Regions from separate parts of the Mus musculus genome. Here regions 1 and 3 are each linked to region 2. Evidence: chromatin contacts called from public promoter capture Hi-C data. All regions are on one chromosome and are shown on one strand. The core of a region is the stretch at or near the end of the contact, and the rest is flanking DNA. Distances in the headings are between cores, read along the strand shown. Region 1 holds the start of Il27ra (interleukin 27 receptor, alpha). Region 2 holds the start of Fbxw9 (F-box and WD-40 domain protein 9). Region 3 holds the start of Ptger1 (prostaglandin E receptor 1 (subtype EP1)).

Region 1 (2,700 bases), core at 41-2,540, 1.0 Mb before region 2:
TTTCTGAAAGAACTCAACAGTGGGCCGGGTGACTGACAGTTTACACCCGACAGTTCACAGCTGTCATCCCAGCACACAGGAGACGAAAGCAGGATTGTTAGAGGCCAGCTTCACAGGGTAAGACCCTGTCTCAGAAAACATGCTGTTCCCCGGGGCTCCTCCCAAGGTGCTTTTTCTTTGTCCTTTACTTAGCGCAATTGAAATGAAGTTTCCAGATACACTCTCCCCTGGACCCTGAACCCCAAACCATACCAGAACCAGCTATTGTTGTTGTGATTACAAGCGCTACACTGACTTTTTTTTTTTTTTGAGACAGTTTCTTACAGCCCACGCTGATCTCAAACTTGTTGTGAAGCTGAGGTCGCTCTTGAACTCCTGATTTTCTTGCCTCCATCTTCCAAGAGCTGTGTTTGCAGGTGTGTGTCACCATGCTGCTTAGAGTGAACTCAGAAATTCAAGTTACCTGCCCGATGTCGTACAACAACGATATTAACCTGCTTTCTAGTGCTCAGCAGTTTTTCTTTGCCATGTGCCTACCGTGCTGATGGGCAGAATCAATCATGGCAGGCCTGTGCCGTCATTACTGTGGGGGTGGGGGTGGGGGTTGAGAGAGGGAAAGTGGTCAGACCTGAGTTATGCCATAAGGGAATGAGTGGGCTAGCCTGAGGGTTGTGAGAGTGTGGACCGAATTCTCAGTAGCCGGACTGAGGGGCGGGCGGTGATCCTCTTAACAAAATTCGCTTGAAATCTGAGTGACCACTTTCCGTCCTCAGTTTCCCCTAGACCACTCCAGGGTACTCACTATTTCTGACTCTGGTGATACAGCACAGGTGGAGTCTCCAGGTCGCCCAAAGGTTCCCAGGAGCAGTTCAGGATTCCCAGGGGACCGACGCTGTAGCACTGCAGTGGACCTGGACTGCCTGCAGGGGCGCAGAGAGCCGAGAGGACCGTGGTCAAGTTCCCCGGGGCCTGAACTTGCTGGACTGTGGATGCGTCCATCCTCTGGTACAGTGGTAGTGCAGTACCGGAGCGCAGGGCCTGGCACGTGCTGGGATGGCGCAGAGGGAGTCCCGGGCCCCTTTCCGACCTGCTACATCCTGTTGTCGCCCAGTTCCCGATGCCCTACAACTGTGACCCCGAGCCAGCCACTCACGAAGCTGCTCACCGTGGGGCCGCGTCCCGAGCAGCAGCGACATCAGCGACAGCAGAAGCTCCAACGGCGTGAGGCGTGCAACCCGGAGCCGGTTCATGGCTCCCAGGGACAAGTGACACCACCAGGCTTGGGGCTTACAGCCTGCGGGAAGGAAGCCACCCCGCCCCTGGCGGGAAGTCCCCAAATCCGCCCACCCCCAGCAATGATACGCACGCGTGCAAATGCTCAGAACTGAACCTTTATTTTATGTGGTGAGGAAGTCTGAGTACTGAGGACCAGGGGCTCTGTTTTGGGGTGGGGGGGAGGTTAGCCAGGGACAGTGGCGACAATTAGGGCCGGACTGAGGGTGGAGGTGGGGCAGACTCTAGTGTAGCCAGTTTAAGAAGATGGGCATCTGGTTGCTGCTGGGCTGCTGGGGGTGAGGTTGTGGCACGGAAGAACTCAGCCATGAAAAACAAGTTTCTGTTTGGCTGGATAGAGGAGGGGCCGGCAGCAAGGTGGGGAAAGGTTGGCAAGTAGTGTATGCATCTTGGCAGAGGGTCTGTAAGGAGACAGTGGACCCCTTGGTGCCTCGCCTGTAGGAATGCTCTTGAACATCGCACAGCTGACAGCAGCTTGCAGGCACGGCCCGCTTCTCCATTGCTCAACCCTGATCCTAGCACAAGCTGCTAATTTGGCTCTTGCTACAGCCCCACTCGCAGCAACTGCTGGAAAGGCCAGCCAACACATCTCTGCTGCCCCGAACCACTCCAGGTGACCCTTGCCAGCTGGCTCGACCACCGTAGAAAGCCTGGGGGGATTTGGTTAGGGCCAGCCACTCGCTGGAGCCCACCGCTTCATCCAGCTCGCTGGCCAGGTGGTCTGTATTGGCTTCTCCATCAGCGAAGAAGTCCCCTGCAAAAGCAAAGAGGAAGAATCAGGGCTTAGCCCACTTACATCTCCAGTCTGGAGGATCAAGGTTGCGGTTCTGAGTTTGATTTCATCCCCTCGAGGGTTCAAATGCTGGCTCTGTTGTCAGTTTCAGTGCTAAGCTGGACTTTCCTGTCACTGAGTTCATGCGATTCTTTATTTAATGTGGACGGCGTAGATGAAAATATGCATTTGGGAGCTAGGCTCCCTAAATCAGAATAGTAAATGACATTACTTCCGTCTCCCTCCTAGGCTCAGTTTTCTTTTCCACAAAGCAGGGGAGGGGGAGGGGAGATAATAATAACTTCTACTTTTTTTTTTTTTGGCTTTGTCAGGAGTATCAGACTGGATGCCCGCAAAAGCACAATACTATGGGATACATGAGGAGCACTCAAGTGAACACTGATCATTTATTGACCGTCTTGTTTGCTTTACCGAATTCACTTCTTCCAGCCTCTCAGTGACAGCTACTGAGTTTGCTGCTGTTGCCACCTACTTACTATTCACTAATTGGGACCCTGGCTCCTCATCAGGCTTGTGTGAGGACACAGCCATTTAGCCATAGAGCTACTGTTTTGAGGCAGGCACACTCCTAACCTGCGCATGCATCCATCTGTCTGTCCATCATTCACCACCCA
Region 2 (2,843 bases), core at 266-2,765:
AGCATTTGGAAGCATTTAGGGTTCAAGGGCTAGCCCTGCCTATATAGTGACCAGGTTTATATAGAGATCAAGATAAGGCTACATAGTGATACCCTTAAAATCAATTAAAAAGAAAGATTATACCTGGACAGGACTGATTGTGGGGAGCTGTGACTCGTCTATGTGAAATTATCCTGGCCTACTACCTTTAGTCCTTAACCATTTATTGCCCACAGTTTTGCCTGACCTATTTGAAATTGAATCAGAGTTCCTAGACAATGGTCATTTGACCCCAAAATAAACTTAGGCGTGGAGCTTAACTGTTGAAGCCATGCAAAGTTGAAGACCTAAATTAGGATTGCCCACATCAGTGTTGGGCACAGGAGAGCAACTCCTGGTGAACAGAGACAGAAGGCTTCCTGAGGCTCACTGGCTGGCCAGCCAGTCTAGCTAAAAGTCATTAGTCAATAGCTGTTTCAAGATATAAGATGCCTGCTGTGAGAGTTGGCTCAGCACATAAAGATGTTTGCTGCCTGTTTACCTTAATTTGATTCCAGAACCTATGTAAAGGTGATGGAGAAGTGACTCCACAGAGTTGCTCTGATACATGTGACCTGTGGTGCACGGGAGCACACACAAAATTTAGGACAATAAACTAAGATGGAGATTGAAGAAGGCCTCCAACCATCTCAACCTCAGGCCTCCAAATGCGTACAAAGCATAAACTCCAGGGCTGAAACGGTCGATGGCCCATGGCTTAAGAGCACTTTAAGTGAGCGAGATAGGTGCCTTTCATTTCAACAGAGAGAGCAGAGGCAGGTCACCCACCGAATTAGAGGCCATCCTGGATTACTTGTCTAAAACAAAGCAGTTGGTCTTGGAGAAGATGAAAATTGGGTTTCTAGCATCCACAAGAGGTGATTGCCGACCTGTAAACCTAGCTTCAGGGGATTCCAAATATAAGAGTAGAAGCCGGATTAAAGGCGTGCCCACTGCCCGGGTTGAGGACCCAGTGACCATTTTTTTTTTTTAAGAATTATTTAGCTGGGTGGTGGTGGCACATGCCTTTAATCCCAGTACTCGGGAGGCAGAGGCAGGTGGATTTCTGAGTTCGAGGCCAGCCTGGTCTACAAAGTGAGTTCCAAGACAGCCAGGGCTATACAGAGAAACCCTGCCTTAAAAAAAAAAAAAAAAAAGGAGTAGAAATAAAAGATAAACGCCGGGCGTGGTGGTGCACGCCTTTAATCCCAGCACTCGGGAGGCAGAGGCAGGTGGATTTCTGAGTTCGAGGCCAGCCTGGCCTACAAAGTGAATTCCAGGACAGCCAGGGCTATACAGAGAAACCCTGTCTCGAAAAACCAAAAAAAAAAAAAAAAAAAAAAAACCATTCACACCCGCACAGGACTAGACGTCTGATTTCCAAGCAATATCTGGCAGGTGTTAGTCTCTGACGTCATCTAATGGGCGCCGGAAGTGATCTCGCGCTGCCTAGGAAACAAGACGCGGCTCTGGCTAAACCTGTACAGCCGCGCCCACCCGGGCGCCATGGATCTTTCCTCAGGGCGGAGTGGGGATCCTCGCTCTTGTGAGGAGGAATCTGACCCCGAGCCAGATCCCGACCCTGACACTCAAGCTGAGGCCTACGTAGCCCGTGTGCTTACCCCTCCCAAGCTTGGCCTGACCCCGCGGCGCTCGTCACTGCAGTCCATGTTCTCCGCGTCCCTAGGCGTGCCGGAGCGAAAGGCCGCCTCCAAAGTCCCGGCCGTGCGCCTACCGGGCCTCTTGAGCCTTCCCCCGGAGCTGCTGCTGGAGATCTGTGCCTACCTGGATGCGCGAGTCGTGCTTCAAGTCCTGCCGTGCGTGTGCCAAGCGTTGCACGACCTCGTGCGTGATCGTGTCACCTGGAGGCTACGCGCTCAGCGCCGCGTACGCGCACCCTACCCAGTGGTGGAAGGTATGCACATCCTTGGGAGACAGGAATTTTGGGGTGCTGCCTAATCCTTGTCGACCACAAGGCCACTTGGTTTCCTCAGGAAGTGCTCTGGACCTGGGATTTCTAAACTTAAAATCCAAAGATTTCCGGGTTTGCGCTTTGTTAGCACAAAGGCCCTAGCCCAAGAATTCCCAAGCTTTGGAAACAACTTGAGGCACAAGCAGCAACTAGCATAACAAAGCCTTTGACCCATGGAGTGTTGATCCAGGATTCGTTAAGAGGTTCTGAATTTCTAGACTCCCGATTGGGATCATTAATACCAGTAATCTTTCAGTTCTAGGTCTAGCCTGTCACCTTTTCTATTTTATTTTATTATTTTGGGGCAGGTTCTCATGTAGCTCCTTAGCCTTACAAGTGTTTGGGCTAGCCTTGTCATCTTTGCAGAGCTGTGTTGTTCCTTCTGCCCTTGAGGTCATTGGTTTCTGGAGGAAGAGACAACTTGAAATCGATGATTTTGAGTTTTTGCTGTTGCTTTTAAGGACAGAACTCAGGGCTTTGGCTATGCTAGGTAAATGCTTTATGACGTGTCCCATCCTCAGCATGTCTCGGACATGTTCCTGGTTCTGATATTGCTAGGTTCTCAGGCTCTTGATTCCTCTAATCTGGAAGAGTTTGATTCTTCTGCATTAGGGAGTTGCCCTCCAACCCCGAGTCAGATTTACAAACAGCTTTGATAAAACAGGTGCTTGGACCTCCTCCAGACCATTGAATGGCTGACCTGAGGTTTAGATTCTGACTTGGGAGGGGGCAGGAAGAGCGACTAGGGATAACTTAGGTAAGTTCTCTACTGCCGAGCCATATTTCCCACCCCTTGGCTTCTGTGTCTTGATGTGGCTTCCTGGTTTATAGTTAGAAGGATTTTTTTTTAATT
Region 3 (2,700 bases), core at 152-2,651, 1.4 Mb before region 2:
TGTGAGAGCCCCCGTGTGTGGCAGCAAGGCCTGTTGCCCTGTTACCCTAGTTGTACTCAGGGGACAGGCATCCATGGCACAGTGCTTCACAGAGATGTAAACCTGCCAAGCTTGTTTTGACAGTCCATTTCATCCTAGGATTTAAGGAGATCAAGGAAAGGGTGGGGTGGGACCCTGGCCAGACTTGGGGAGAGGGGAGGCAATTGGAACAAGGGGAACCAGGCCAGAGGTCTCTCTCCAGCAACCATAGGAATGTTTGGGGTAAGCCCAGCAGAGATGCTGCAGGAAGGCTGAGTGGTACTGGTTCCCTGGTACCAGGCAGGAGATGGGTATCCTGGATATAGGACAGAAGCCCTGCAGATGGCTACTTGCTATCCCTGATCACAAGCCCATTTTCAGTACTGATAGTAGAACCCAGGGCTTCATACATGCTAAGGATGTGCTCTGTCACTGAATTGTAGCCCAGGTCCTATACTGGGGTCTCGCATGTCTGCTGGGAGCAGCTGGGACCATGTGTAGTGGGTGGTTGGTAGCCAGGTTGAACCAGAGCTGTGATTATTGTGGGTAAGCCTTGGGTGCAGTGAGTTTCAGGGAGCTGTGTTCAGTGTGTGCATGGGTCTCTGGTGTATTCTTTCTTTTTTTTGGGGGGGGGGATTCAGGATAAACAGGCCTTAGAGATGTGATTATGTGTCTCAGGACAAGTTCTCGGGGTCCATGGGCATTGGTTTAAGGGAGACTACATCAGGAGGTGTGCTCTGGGGCTGGGAACAGACTTACAGTGACAGTGAGATTTACACCCAGTGCTGAGGTAAGCATCAGTTTCATATGGGGGAGGGGGGATAGATGTTACAGTCAGCAATGGTGAGTGCTATCCAGTGTTTACTCCCCATTATGACTAAGCTGACAGTGGCTGCATGTGTGCCCCTTTTCAAGACAGAAGGTGAGACATAGCTATGGATGCAGGGTGCCCTATGAATTGCCTACCTCCCCATAAGGCAGGATACAGATGATAGCCTGGCTCCCCTGAGTCATTTAGCCACCTCTCTTCACCTAGGATGACTCCCTGTTGCCCTGGTCTAGGCTGCCCACCTCTGCCCAACTGTGACAACCATAAAGGCAAGGGTAGGAGGCATTGCTAGCTCCCATCACACCCAGGCAACTCCCAACCCCTCAAGTCCAATGAGGACAACACTCCTCCACACACACACTCACTCTCCTGCCCCCCCCCGCCCCCCACGGGAACTCATAGCCCTTCCAGCCTGCCCCAGGCGATGCTCACATTTTCCAGTGTTTAGATTTTATCCACTTTATTAATGAGGCGGGCAAGAGGCCCGGGTGAGGGTGTGGGGGTTTGCTCCTGCCCCGCTGAGAGGAGGGGGGTCACAGAGACCAAACCAATTCAGAGAACCTCAGTCCTTGGCGGGAAGGAGCTGGGCCCAGTTGCCCTGACTGTTGCCAGCAGTTTTGCCCACTCAAGGCTCCCAGCCCCAGAGAGCAGACATGCATGGGGTGGAGCAGCCCCTGGAGGCCAGTGAAGTGCGGGTGGAGGCGGCACGGAGCCGAGGAGCCGCCCCAGGAAGAGGGAGCGGCCTGCCGGGAGCCAGGGAGTAGCTGGAGCAGGCAGCAGGAGCCAAGTTCCAGGCCATGGGGACCCTGCATCCTGAGCAGCACTGGGTAAGAAGCTGGGACATTGAGGATAGCAAGCCAAAGAAGGCTAGCTATAGCCCTCCTGCTCTCTTGCTGTTTAATGGCTCTCAGTCCTAGGCTGTCCATCTCCTCTCAACTAGAGAATGGGCAAGCCGGGGGCGGTTCAAATAGGGGTATGGGATGGGCATCTGAATGAGGCAATGCCAGACTGGTGAGAGATTGCCATGGAGACAAGAGAGGGCAACAGAGATGGGATTCTGGAAAAGAGCTGGGCCCATGGGATCTGAGAGCACCATAGAGTTCAGAGATGGGTTCGGGGTAGCAGGGGTCTGTGGGGACAGAGAGGACCACGGAGACCAGAGATGTGGCATAGAGGCCTTGGGGCACAAGAACGGGTCTATAGGTGTAGAGATGGGTTGTTTGGGGAAGAGATCTAACTGCAGATTGGATCAGTCTCTGGAGACAGGCACACGGCCATTGGAAGAGATGAACTATAAGTGGTGGCGTTGTTGGAACAGGGACATCAAGGACAGAGTTAAAAGGTGACCAAAGCTAGTTGTGGTGTGAGCCTTTAATCCCAAGACACAGGAGGCATAGGCAGGTGGATCTTTTGAATTTAAGGTTAGCCTGGCCAGTTCCAGGGCAAGCCAAGGAGACTTCTGAAAACGGAGAGATGGGCAGGCAGACACGAAAGTGGAAATTGGGATCAGAAATGGGCAAGGGTCTATCCCATGGGATCATGGACCAGGAAACTGATGGGGTGGAAACGTGGAGGTGGGGGTGGGGTGGAGATGAGACTAGATACCCGGGACCCGTGCCAGGTCAGTCAAGACCCCCAGCAGATACGAGGGCAGAATGAAGCCAGACACGAGATGGGGCCAGTGACAGGTGAATAGGATCTGAAATGGAGCAGCTAGGGTCATGTGGCGGTGCCCTGGGCACAGAAGGTTGGGACCCTACCTCACTGTGCCCTCTTCTTATCTACGCAGCCCTCTTGGCCACTGATATGAGCCCCTGCGGGCTTAACCTGAGCCTAGCGGATGAGGCAGCAAC

Evidence for each region. Promoter capture Hi-C pulls out the DNA fragments that hold promoters and counts their contacts.
Region 1: a promoter capture Hi-C map of pre-B cells shows a contact between it and region 2, with 2.3 times the contacts expected there. The contact joins the promoter of Il27ra here to the promoter of Fbxw9 in region 2. A contact is called at or near these places in 2 of 39 promoter capture datasets (hematopoietic stem and progenitor cells and pre-B cells).
Region 3: a promoter capture Hi-C map of liver shows a contact between it and region 2, with 2.1 times the contacts expected there. The contact joins the promoter of Ptger1 here to the promoter of Fbxw9 in region 2. A contact is called at or near these places in 1 of 39 promoter capture datasets (liver) and 1 of 9 other capture datasets (adipose tissue).

What each region holds. Positions count from the first base shown.
Region 1 is chr8:84,041,285-84,043,984 of GRCm38.p6, forward strand. Il27ra (interleukin 27 receptor, alpha) reads right to left here and starts at 1,291. Exons shown (of 14, transcript NM_016671.3): 1 at 1,166-1,291; 2 at 803-920. The coding sequence starts at 1,250. It overlaps Rln3 (relaxin 3), which reads right to left. Exons shown (of 2, transcript NM_173184.1): 2 at 1,783-2,047. The coding sequence ends at 1,809.
Region 2 is chr8:85,058,604-85,061,446 of GRCm38.p6, forward strand. It overlaps Fbxw9 (F-box and WD-40 domain protein 9), which reads left to right and starts at 1,516. Exons shown (of 10, transcript NM_026791.2): 1 at 1,516-1,933. The coding sequence starts at 1,525. It overlaps A230103J11Rik (RIKEN cDNA A230103J11 gene), which reads right to left and starts at 1,857. Exons shown (of 4, transcript NR_110582.1): 1 at 1,804-1,857.
Region 3 is chr8:83,665,243-83,667,942 of GRCm38.p6, forward strand. It overlaps Ptger1 (prostaglandin E receptor 1 (subtype EP1)), which reads left to right and starts at 1,402. Exons shown (of 3, transcript NM_013641.3): 1 at 1,402-1,674; 2 at 2,637-2,700. The coding sequence starts at 2,654. It also overlaps a transcript of Pkn1 not described here.